Regions from separate parts of the Sus scrofa genome. Here region 1 is linked to region 2. The links are chromatin contacts, called in public HiChIP or PLAC-seq maps. All regions are on one chromosome and are shown on one strand. The core of a region is the stretch at or near the end of the contact, and the rest is flanking DNA. Distances in the headings are between cores, read along the strand shown.

Region 1 (5,271 bases), core at 1,032-3,531, 130 kb after region 2:
TGACATGGAAACATGGGGACAAAAGAGAAGACCATGGAGTTTGTGGTCCGTTTTCCTTTGGGGCTCTGGACCCTACCTATACAGTTCTTTTCCTCGCAATCACTGTGTCTACATATACTCACACTTAAACTTTCTGAAAATATCTTGAAATGTGAAAACAGGCTGACATTTATTTGTTAGACATGAAATCTGGACACTCTGATTTAGTAGTCAAGAAAGTGGGGAGTGGGATGTGTGCACACCCTCAAGTATTTCACATTCCCCTTTGGGACTTAAGACTGCCACCGCAGGACAAACAGAAAGATACACTAGAAAGATTATCACAAATGTAGGTTCACAAATCATTTCAAAGTTTTAGTTCAATCAACAAATTCCAGAACACAAGACAAATAAATGTTCGAAGTCTGGTGTCCTGGGGAGGACAAGAACTATGTGCCCTATTTGTAGTAAATGTTCAATAAGCGTTTGTTGAATTATGTATTTAAATACCAGGCCTCAGCCTCACTGGATTCCTTTTCTGCTTACTGTCACAGAAGCAAGCACTTCTGAAGTAAATCATGGGAAGGAAACAGTAAGTCCAAGAAATGAACATACCCATCCCTTGCTGTATGAGGGGCAGCATGGAGTAGAACAAGGCAATTCATTCAAAGCCAGAGTGCAAAGATGGGCAGCAAAAGAATATCTGCCAAATATGACACAGAAAACACTTAACCTCCTACAAAAATGACTTGACCTTGCTACAGGGCAAAGAAAACATTAATGTTCTGCTCTTCACAGATGCAATCAATGGCTTTGCAAATAATCGTTTTACTCAAGTCTACCACTTGATTGTTTAGGACGATATCAAATTGCAAAACTTGCCGCTGAAGACAACGATATCAAAAGATTCAACAAGAGAAGCAAAGCACATCTAAAATGTTATCTGCTACTTAATCTAGTCCAATAGTCATTTGCTAAATTACCAAAAAGGACGTGAAATATAATTCAGTTCAAATGCTGCGTGTGGAAGACATTAAAAGCTTTTCTTAGATTACATCTTCACAACAGAAATTGCAAATACCGATTAAAAAGGAAATGCTTTCACAGAGATTGTGTAGTGAACGTTTCTCTCTAAAGTTACATAATTTCAGGAATACCGTTAGATTAAAATAATGGACGTAAAACACTGCAACAAGATTTTTCAAAAGTAAAATGTGTATTATAACTGGCAGTCCGCGGCCAATTTCTAACCTCCAGCAACCTGCGTGCAGCTCGCTTTTCTCAACCGCGCGGTTGATAAGGTTGATAACTGTGATTGCGGTTTTAATAACCTCCTAGCCTATCTCCCTGCATGCCCCCCCTCGGCGCACCCCCACCCCCGCGCTCTGGGGAGCGCACAGGGCTCGAGAGCAAGCCCCGGGAACTCTCACAGGCCGGCCTGTGTGAGCAAAGGGAAGGAAATGACACAGGCAGGAAAAAAAAGCAAATCAAGGAAAAGACACAACAGCAGCTGGGCCTGCACCAGCCTCCAGCCCGGGCCCCACACTGCGCTCGCGCTCCCCCGCCCTCGGGCTCGCGGTCCGGCTCGTTTGGGCCGAGCGAGCTGCCCCGCCGAACATGGGCCCTCGACCCGCCGCCGCTTCCCCGGGGTGCGCCAGCCGCGCGGCCCGGAAGGAGGCTACGGAGTGGGCTCTGCCGGGCAGGACCGCCCGCGCGGGCCGGGGAAGCCAGAATCCCCGCCCCGGCCGAGGAACCGCTGAGCCGCGAGCGCGGCGGGCGGGCGGGCGGGCGCCGGCGGTCCACAGCCCGGGTCGGGCGGGCTGTCCATGCCTGTCAGGCGGCGGCCCAGGGTCCTCCTCCCCTCAGCCCGGGGCGGGGCGACGCGAAGCAGCGCGGGCACAGGCCGGGGCGGTGGCGACACTCACCCATGGTGGCGATGGCGGCGGCGGCGGCTAGGGCCCGAGTGTCACCTCCGCAGCCGGGGCTGCATGCCGGGGGCCCGGGCGGCGGGGACGGCAGCGGGCCTGGCTCCGCGCGGGGGGCGCGGGCTGCACTCGGGGCCCCCGCCGCCTCCCCAGGCTCCGGCTCCGGCTCCGCCCGCGACCGGGCGCTGTGGCATGGGCAGGGTGGCCCGCTACATCCCCGGCTCTCCTCGGCTCGGCCCAGCCCGGCCTCGGCGGCGCCGCTCGGCCCGCCCGCCAGCTAGTCCCTCAGTCCCGCAGTCTCTCCGTCCGGCCACCGTTCTCCACCTCAGGAACGCTCCGAAAAACAAACCGCTGGTCGCGCAGCTCGCCCCCTTGTCTGTCACTCATCGCAGCGCCCGCCAATCCCAGGCATTCGCTGGGCCTTGGTACCACCCCTCCACTCACTTCACCAGCCAATAACAAGGAGGAAGTGCTGCCCCCGCCGCCCCATCTCCCCCAGCTCTCTCCAACACCCCACTTTCAGCCGCCAGCTAATCATCAGCACCACTCAAAGAACCAATCCCGCCTACTCTCGCAGGATACCAATAGTCGAAGCCAAGGAGGTTTCCGAGGGCGGGCTACCATCTGCCAATCATAGAAACATTGTCTCGTTCACTCCGCTGCTAGCCAATCGCGTAGAGGGTTCCGAGCACCCTCCTCTGCGCATCCCTAGCAGGCTGGCCCCCTCTCTCCCGGGAGGTGTTGGTTGTTCCAATCACAGCTAATGCTTGAGGCTCCGCCCACACGCCCACCTCCCGTCAGTCAGCGAAGGCTCCACTGGCGCGCGGGCTGGCGCTGTTCCCCGCCTGCTGCTTTGGTGCTGGAGTTTGGGAACGAGGCTAGAGGGCCCCCTTGGCCTCCCGCCGTCCGGCTCTCGGCGGTCCCTGAAGTTGACGTCCTTCTCCCTGTGCCCACACTAGGCGCGCAATAAGCTCTGAGTGCTTCCCTGCGTGTGGCCATATCTGCCGCCGGGCACTGGCCAGTCCTCCAGACGCTGCGCAGGAGTGGCTTACCACTGCCCGCCTTTTTCTGTTTCTCACACCTCGAGGGCTATACATACACTCCAAGGAGCTAGGGTAGTGCCGGAAAGCGAACCTTAGGAATCTGCTGGCCAACGGCTGAAACTACTAAGTGGCGAGGTCAAAGGGGTTCTTTCGGGAAGAAAAAAAAAAATTTCTGGTCATAAAAGCAACACAAGCTCTTTGTATCAAAAAATATTTTAAATGAAATAAAAATTCCACCTCAGGATATTTTATCTCTTTCCTATCTAAATATGCAACGTTTGACAAAAATGGCTTCATACTGTTTTGTAGTGTGCTTAACATATTTTCCCGTGCCTCTGAATATTGTTTTAAAACAATTGTACTGACTGCGTATTTCAAAAGAGTGCCCATAACTAATTTTCCCAACCCGCATTGTTCAACATGTTATACACCCAGATCTTCAGAGTCTATAAGTCCACCACAATTAATACAGGCTCCCTTCCTTTGGTTCCTGCTTAAAGTGTAATGTAATCACTTTAATCAAGGGCGCCAGAATCATCTTCCTCTGGTGCCATTTTCAACTGTAAACTAAGAATCTTTAGTGGAGACGGCCTTGGGTGTCAAATCTCTTGAGGATTACCTTAGACTTCCCTCTTTCTTTAGGACCACCTCCCCACCCCACCCCACCCCCATATTTAATCAGGCCTCTTGTCTGCTGAGTTTTTTGGGTTTTTTTTCTTTCAGGAAGCTTTTAAGTCTGTCATTTTCTCACTTAATTAGATCCCTACCCAGTTTATTGCAGTTCCTTAACTATAATAATCTCTTTTCTAGGAAGGGAAGGTAAAGGGGAGAGAATTAATATTTATGAATCATTTTCCATACGCCAGCCACATCATCTCATCTTTTCAATAACTCTGAAGTAAATAGTAATTGTATTTGAAAGACGAAAGTTACATTCAGAAGTTCCCATTGTGGCTTAGTGGGACTAATATCCATGAGAAGGGACATTTCGATACCTGGCTCCGTCCACTGAGTTAAGGATCCGGTGTTGCCAGTGAGCTGTGGTATATGTCACAGGTGCAGCTCGGATCTGGCATTGCTGTGGCTGTGGCTGGCAGCTGCAGCTCCAATTTGACCCCTAGTCTGGGAACTTCCATATGCTGTGGGTGCGGCCCTAAAAACATACACACACAAAAGTTCAGAGAGGTTAAGGACCATGTCCAAGAGGTAGAGCCAGGATACCTATCAGGTCTGACACCCAAATGTCATGTTCTTTTTACAGCCATACCTGCAACATATGGAAGTTCCCAGACTAGGGGCTGAATCAGAGCTGTATGTCTGCCCTATGCCAAAGCCAAGACAATAGTGGATCCAAGCTGCATCTGTGACCTACCCACAGCTCACGGCAATGCTGGATCCTAAAAGGCTGTGATCTTGCACTGACCAAAGTTTCTCAACTGTTTTTTTATCACTACCCCCACAAGAAAAAAAATTTTAACTACTTAATTAAATTCTCCCTAATGAGAGAAATTAAATACTAAGGAATGAGGTTTTTGTCAGGTAGGGTTGAGCTTTGAAGGTGACATCCTATATAATATCTAAGATATTTTTCAATCCTTTTTTGGAAATCCTGTTGTGGCTCAGTGGTTGAGGACCCGACGTCTCTGTGAAGATGTGGGTTTGATCCCTGGCCTTGCTTGTTAAGAATCCGGGTTGCCGCAAGCTGTGGCATAGGTCTAAGATGCAGCTTGGATCCAGTATTGCTGTGTCTGTGGCATTGGCCCCAGCTACAGCTCTGATTCGATCCCTAGCCCAGGAATTTTCAATACACGTATTCCAGGTGTGGCTGTAAAAAGAGAAAAAAAGAATCATTTTTCATCCTGTTGGGGATATCACCCCTGTTGAGAATGTGTGTAAGAGGCCAGTGCTTGAGGTCACAATCTGCCAGTCTGAGGCTCAGATCTGACTCTTAATTTCATTGGGCTATGGAATGATATTTATGCCACTGGAAATCTAGTAACCACTCCATTGCCTGTATTCAAAAGTCTATTCAGTAGCTTCTCTTAGAATGTCTAAAATACGTCTCCAATTTAATATGTTTTATACTGACTCTTGATTCTCCCCACTTGCCCCAAAACCTTGCTCCTGTTTTCCCCGTTGTTAAAATACAAACCTAGGAGGAGTCTTCCTTGGTTTCACTCTTCCCCGAACATCCCTATATCCAATCATTCAGCAAGTCTTCAGCACTCCTTACAAAATACACCTGGATCCAACTACTCCTCAGCATGTCCACTCTAGTGCAAGCCACCACCCTCTCTACTGGATGACTACCCTTGCTGCCCAAC
Region 2 (5,496 bases), core at 2,855-5,354:
AAATATTCCATAATCTATGAGAAGTGACTCTTAGTTGTAAAACATTAAATGGTGAATTAACAGTGGGTCAGGAATGAACAGTGAAAAGAGAAAATGAATTTTCACCTCCTTTGGCAGGTGTTTGTTAATACTGTGGAACTAGACAAAGTCACACTCAACCAAGGTGAGCATTCAGACACTAAGCAAAACCTCCCAGGTTCCTTAGACCCTGGCTGCAAACCTTTCCGCCCTACATTTCTGATCCTGTCATTCCCTTCTATTCACCAGCTCTCCACAGTCAATCAGGCTGGAATGAGGTTCAGTTGTGGCAACAAACTACTTTCCATGCACTTTGGTGAAGGCTCTTCCCCGCACCAAACTTCTCACTATATATTACTTGCCAAAGTCCTATCCTTCAAAGCCCATCTCAAATACCAACTCCCAGGAGTTCCCTTGTGACATAAAGGGTTAAGGATCTGACATCACTGCAATGGCTCAGGTCACTGCTGTGGTCCAGGTTTGTTCCCCAGCCCCAGAACTTCTATATGCCGCTGGTGGAGCTAGACAAACAAAAAACCACACACACACAGAACTATGACATGAATGATTCTCCAGAGAAGTGGTACCTCCTTCCTCAAACTCCCTTTCTAATCTTAAGACACTCAATGTTTATTCGTAACTATTTGTGTTCTTGTTGTCTCTCTCTTACTCTTATGAGTTCTATGGCTGAAGAAGCAGGCTTATTCATTTTTTTCTCTTGTGTTTTCTGCAGAATACATCCATTATTCACGTTTATTCAATATATAGGAGACCCAAAAAGATTTACAATTTGGTCAAAGAGAAAATTAAAGATAGCACAAAGTACCTGCCTGGTATTGTTTTAGGCGCTAAAGTGCTGTGCTTTGGTAGAAAATCATAACAGCACAGTAAAGTAGTACAGACTATAGAGCGAGGCCACTATATTCAAATACTGGCTTTGCCACTAATTTGATGTGAACCTCATGGAAGTTATTTAGCTTCTTTGGCCTAAATTTCCTCATCTATAAGATGGTAAGACTATCACCTACTTCATAGGGTTGGTATGAAAAGGTGAATTCACACACAGAAAAACACTTAGAACAAAGCCTGGCATATGGTGCACAATGTTTTAGCCATCATGTTTACTACTATTTTTTTCTCCAGAAATCAACTCTCCACTGGCTACTGGAGATTACCAAGTCAGACCTCTCAAGTTTCTTTCAACTTGGGGATTCCATACCTCAGTGCCACATGACACGTTAGATGTCAGAATTATTATGAACTGACAAATGGGGACAGGCTTGAGAGCGCTGGAATCCAAGCTAGGCACAGAAAGATATAAGCTGAATAGAGAAGTGTGAAGGAGGAAGACTTTCTATGGAGGAAAGCTAGAAACAGCAAAGTCTAGGAAGTTAGAGTAAGTGTGGAACACGAGGAAAATAATCGGGCTAGAGTTTATGTTTTGGGCAATGGTGGAGAATAAGATATGATTGACATGACTTTAATAATAGTGGACTAAAACAACTGATTATAAAACTACATTAATGTAGGCGTTCCCACTGCTGTGCAGTAGGTAAAGAATCCAACTGCAACGGCTCAGGTCGCCGCTCGGCCCAGTGGGTTAAAGGATCTGGTGTTGCTGCAGCTGCAGCTAGGATTCAATCCCTGGCCAAGGAACTTCCATATGCTGCAGGTGTGCCCATTAAAAAAAACAAAAAACACATTATTACTTGTGCTTTTGGAATAAGTCAAAGAGTTCTAGTGACAGCTGATCACCATCTACTTTTAGTAATCTGCCTTGAGAATAACACACACTATAAACCTGTCAGTTCTTTAACAAGAATCTATACAAATCCAAGTATTTCAACATATTCTTCTAAAGCCAAATATAAGTAAATGCTAGATTACACTTATTTTAGAAGCATCTTTTTTGTTAGCTTGAGAAACTCCGTAAGAGCTGACTACATGAATATCAATTTGATTAAAATATAAAGAACTGTGCTCCTCCACCAGCTACACTAAATTATTACAATGTAAGTCAGATCTTACCACTCCTCTGCTCAAAACCCTCAGACAGTTACTATCTCAGGCAGAAGAAAAGTGAAACTCTCACAACAGCCTAAAAGGTCCTGGTTGTTCTGAGCCCAGAGGCTCCCCACAGCCCCACCCTCCCAGTTCTTTCTCAGACCTTATCTCCTTCTACTCCCTCATTTGCCCACAGTGCTCCAAGCCAGTAGGTTTTCTAACTATCTCTCTAACAGGCCAGCATTTTCCTCTTAGAGGCCTTTACACCTGCAATTCCCTCTGCCTGGAACATCATTTCCTCAGAAACTAGCTGGGCTCACTCCCTCACGTCCTTTTAGTCTTATTAAATACCAACTTATCTATAAATACTTCTCTGACCACCCTATTTCAAAATGCAACACCTCCCCATCCCTCTTTCCAGCTTTATTACTTTTCTAACCTAAGGCATTAATATTTTCTAACAAACAATATAATTTATATATTTGTTTTCTGTTTCTCTTACTCCCTACTGGAAATTAAGTTTCATGAGAGCTGGGGTCACAGACCTAGGACAGGGACAGGCACACAGAAGGTATCCCCAAAAATATTTCTTGGATGAATGAACTCCATATTAGGACATATGATTCCTGTTCCAGGTACACGAAAATACAACATAACATTTTTTTCGACGCTGAAAATCTTAAAAAATTTTAGTAGGAAAGACTGACTGACCACTTTCCACTGGGCTTAGCTCTAGAAGGTTAAAATGAACCAAAACATAATTTCCGCCCTTTATGAGCTCGAGGGTGCATATACACGGAAAAATAGACATATAAAGATCATTTACAAAAAAACAGTATATATGGGAAGCCAGGCGAATTTAAATGACTGCCCAAAGGAGAGCCAGAATGCTTCCACTAAGGTGGTAAGCTATGACTCCCCCTAAAATCTTGACTAGTGCGACTGTTTTTATGTTATCGGTGCGTATGCTTGTAACTCCATGTAAATAATTTACTCACATCGGATACGCTCTTAAGTAGGCCGAAAAAAAGTTTGTGTGACGATGGTGATGCTCAACACTCAAGGCTACACAAAGATCCCTATGTCTTTTACTGTCTTCAGATTTGGCAACTTTTACCTATGAAGCCCCTCAATTTGGAAACTAGCGCCTGCCAATTGCTAGCAGCTTGGGTCAGAATCCTCCCCTTGGCTATCTCTCTCTCGGAGCCCGGCACGCTGCAAATCCCCTTCCCTGGCAGGGCGGGAGGGCGAGCACCGCCTCCGGAAAGCCGCCAACTGGGCCTCGGTAAGAGTTGCCGGAAAAGCGGGAGTCGCGGGAGAGCGACGAGGCTCCCAAGGACCCCTCGAAGCTTCAGTCCGGCATTCCCAGCCCCCTGGGCCTCCGGCTCCTGGAGGCTCTGACGACTCTTTGTTAAGAAAAGCCGCGGTTCCCCGGCCCTCACTAGGCCCCGCACTTGCCTCCGGTGCCCTCAAGGGGTTACGGCCCCGCGTCCAGACCCACCTCACACAAACCTGCTTCTGTGGCTGCAGCGGCAGCTGTTATTACCGCCGACGCGGAGAGAATCCCACGGCCCAAAGTACGCGCGGTTCAGGCCCGGTCCCGCCGCGCTCCTCTCTCTCCGCCCCCTTAGCTGCCGCCGCCGCCGCCGCCTCTCGGCCCGTTGCTGACGGGGGGAGGGGAGCGAAAGCCAGACATGCGCAGTGCAGAGAGCGCGGGCCGAAGGGCGGAGCCTGGGTCTACGGCTCCCGGAAGGCGCTGCGGGCTTCGGACCTAAAAGCTCCGGAATGCCTCACAGACTCCTCAGACGCTTTGATTGGCACTGCCCCTGGCTGAGAGGATCCATGGCCCGTTTAGGAAGTGGGTCTAGGAGTGCAGAAAGCAGCAGTACAGGGAGCCGCCAAGAAAAAGGCTCGGGTGGAAACCATATATACATAAGATTGTCGAGCCCCTAGGCTCTACTTTGCAAATTTGACCTGGCCAACATTTCTCCTCGTGCTTCAGACCACGTGGTCCCGTAGAGCCTGGCGATTTTAGCTTCCGGAGCACGGGTTCAGCGTGATGACATCTCGTCTGAACCCTCGAGGAGAGCCCTGGGATAGGCGCGGGCAGTTCCGGCGCCGGGGCCGGTGTTGTGTAATTCTCCCAGCAGCCCCACCTTGCTTCTCCTGGGCGGGGAAGGAGGCGGTCTCGTGGGGTCCCAGAGGCTGCGTCCCGCCCCCGAGCGGCGCGCAGGCGCGGACCAGCCGCACGTATTCTACGTAACGGATGGCGGAGGCTACGCGAAGAGTGGCGCGGTGTGACTGAGCTACCTTGTCTGCCTGTGTCCTAGAGGCGTCGGGGGCTGTGAAATCGCGGTGACCCTGCAGGCGGTGGCCAAGCCGAGAGGCAGGCAGGGTAGAAGCAGGGACGCTGGGCCAGGCTAGCCCTCGGTACAGGTAGGAAGCGGGCCGTGACGCGCTAGTCGGTGGAGCCGGGCCAGGCCCAGCGGTGACGCTGAGTTGCGTGGCCCTGCCAGGTCCAGTTTCCCACCTAAGCCCCTAAGTTCAGCCTGCATGCATCAATCCCCGCGTCTTCTCGCCTTTCCCTGCTTTCTCAAAAGAAACCAAACTTTGTCCACCACAAGGCCCATTTTCTCTTGGGGATTTTTCTTGGCTTGGGAGTGACTTTAATGTTTTTTGGGAACTCCTAGAACTGCAAGCAAATGCAACCCGCAGGGCAAAGTTAGAGGAAGCCCTCAGTGTGCAGCAGGAAAAATGGAGCATAGAAGTGATGATTCTCCTTGCTGGGCAAAGACTTGATCCGGAGGGTTTAGCAGAAGCAGCAACCTCTGTGATCAGTCTTCTCTAAAGGTTTCTAGCGTAAGACATGTTTTTATCCAACGTATGTAAGGAGAGAGGGGACCATCTCAATGATCTCGAGAAGCCGCATTGTCCGGCCGTTGTCAGAAAGGCTTAATCTAAAATGTCAGCAAGGAACGATTCTTGTATTCGTCTTTCATTTTTAAGTCCAGACCCAGTCACTGAGCTTGCCAAGTGAGCTAGCAGAAGAAATCAAACCAGACTTGTTAGTGTTGGTGTTCCCTGCCCCAGGAGTCTCAGGACTGCCCCTCAGGCAAGGAAGGAGTTGTGCATTTGAGAAATGAGTTGACAGGTGCAGCAAAGAGTCTTCTGAGGGGGAAAGCAAAGGCACAAATGGGTTTGGATCATCGTAACCTGAATAACCTTGAAAGAGCTCTGTCACACTGCTAATTTATCTTAGAAATGCTTCTGTGGTCTGCACATTGTAAGTGGAAATTTAGTTTGAAATGATCAGACAGTGGTTAACTTGGCAGTGTCAACCTTTATTGCTACTATTTGAAAAAGTTTAAGACTGACATCTGAAAGGGAAACAATAAAAGTGAATTTTTTTTATTTATTTATTTTTTTTTAGCGCCACACCTGAGACATATGGAGGATCCCAGGCTAGGGGTCTAA

The links. HiChIP or PLAC-seq counts read pairs in DNA pulled down with a chosen protein or histone mark.
Region 1: a contact with region 2 is called in an H3K27ac HiChIP or PLAC-seq map of alveolar macrophages. The contact joins the promoter of MAP3K3 here to the promoter of CCDC47 in region 2. A contact is called at or near these places in 1 of 47 Hi-C or Micro-C datasets (blood) and 1 of 2 datasets of contacts at active chromatin or transcription factors (alveolar macrophages).

The regions. Positions count from the first base shown.
Region 1 is chr12:15,296,503-15,301,773 of Sscrofa11.1, forward strand. MAP3K3 (mitogen-activated protein kinase kinase kinase 3) reads right to left here and starts at 2,282. Exons shown (of 17, transcript XM_003131293.6): 1 at 1,905-2,282. The coding sequence starts at 1,908.
Region 2 is chr12:15,161,164-15,166,659 of Sscrofa11.1, forward strand. It overlaps CCDC47 (coiled-coil domain-containing protein 47), which reads left to right and starts at 4,105. Exons shown (of 13, transcript XM_021066772.1): 1 at 4,105-4,458. DDX42 (ATP-dependent RNA helicase DDX42) reads right to left here and starts at 4,094. Exons shown (of 19, transcript XM_021066770.1): 1 at 3,535-4,094.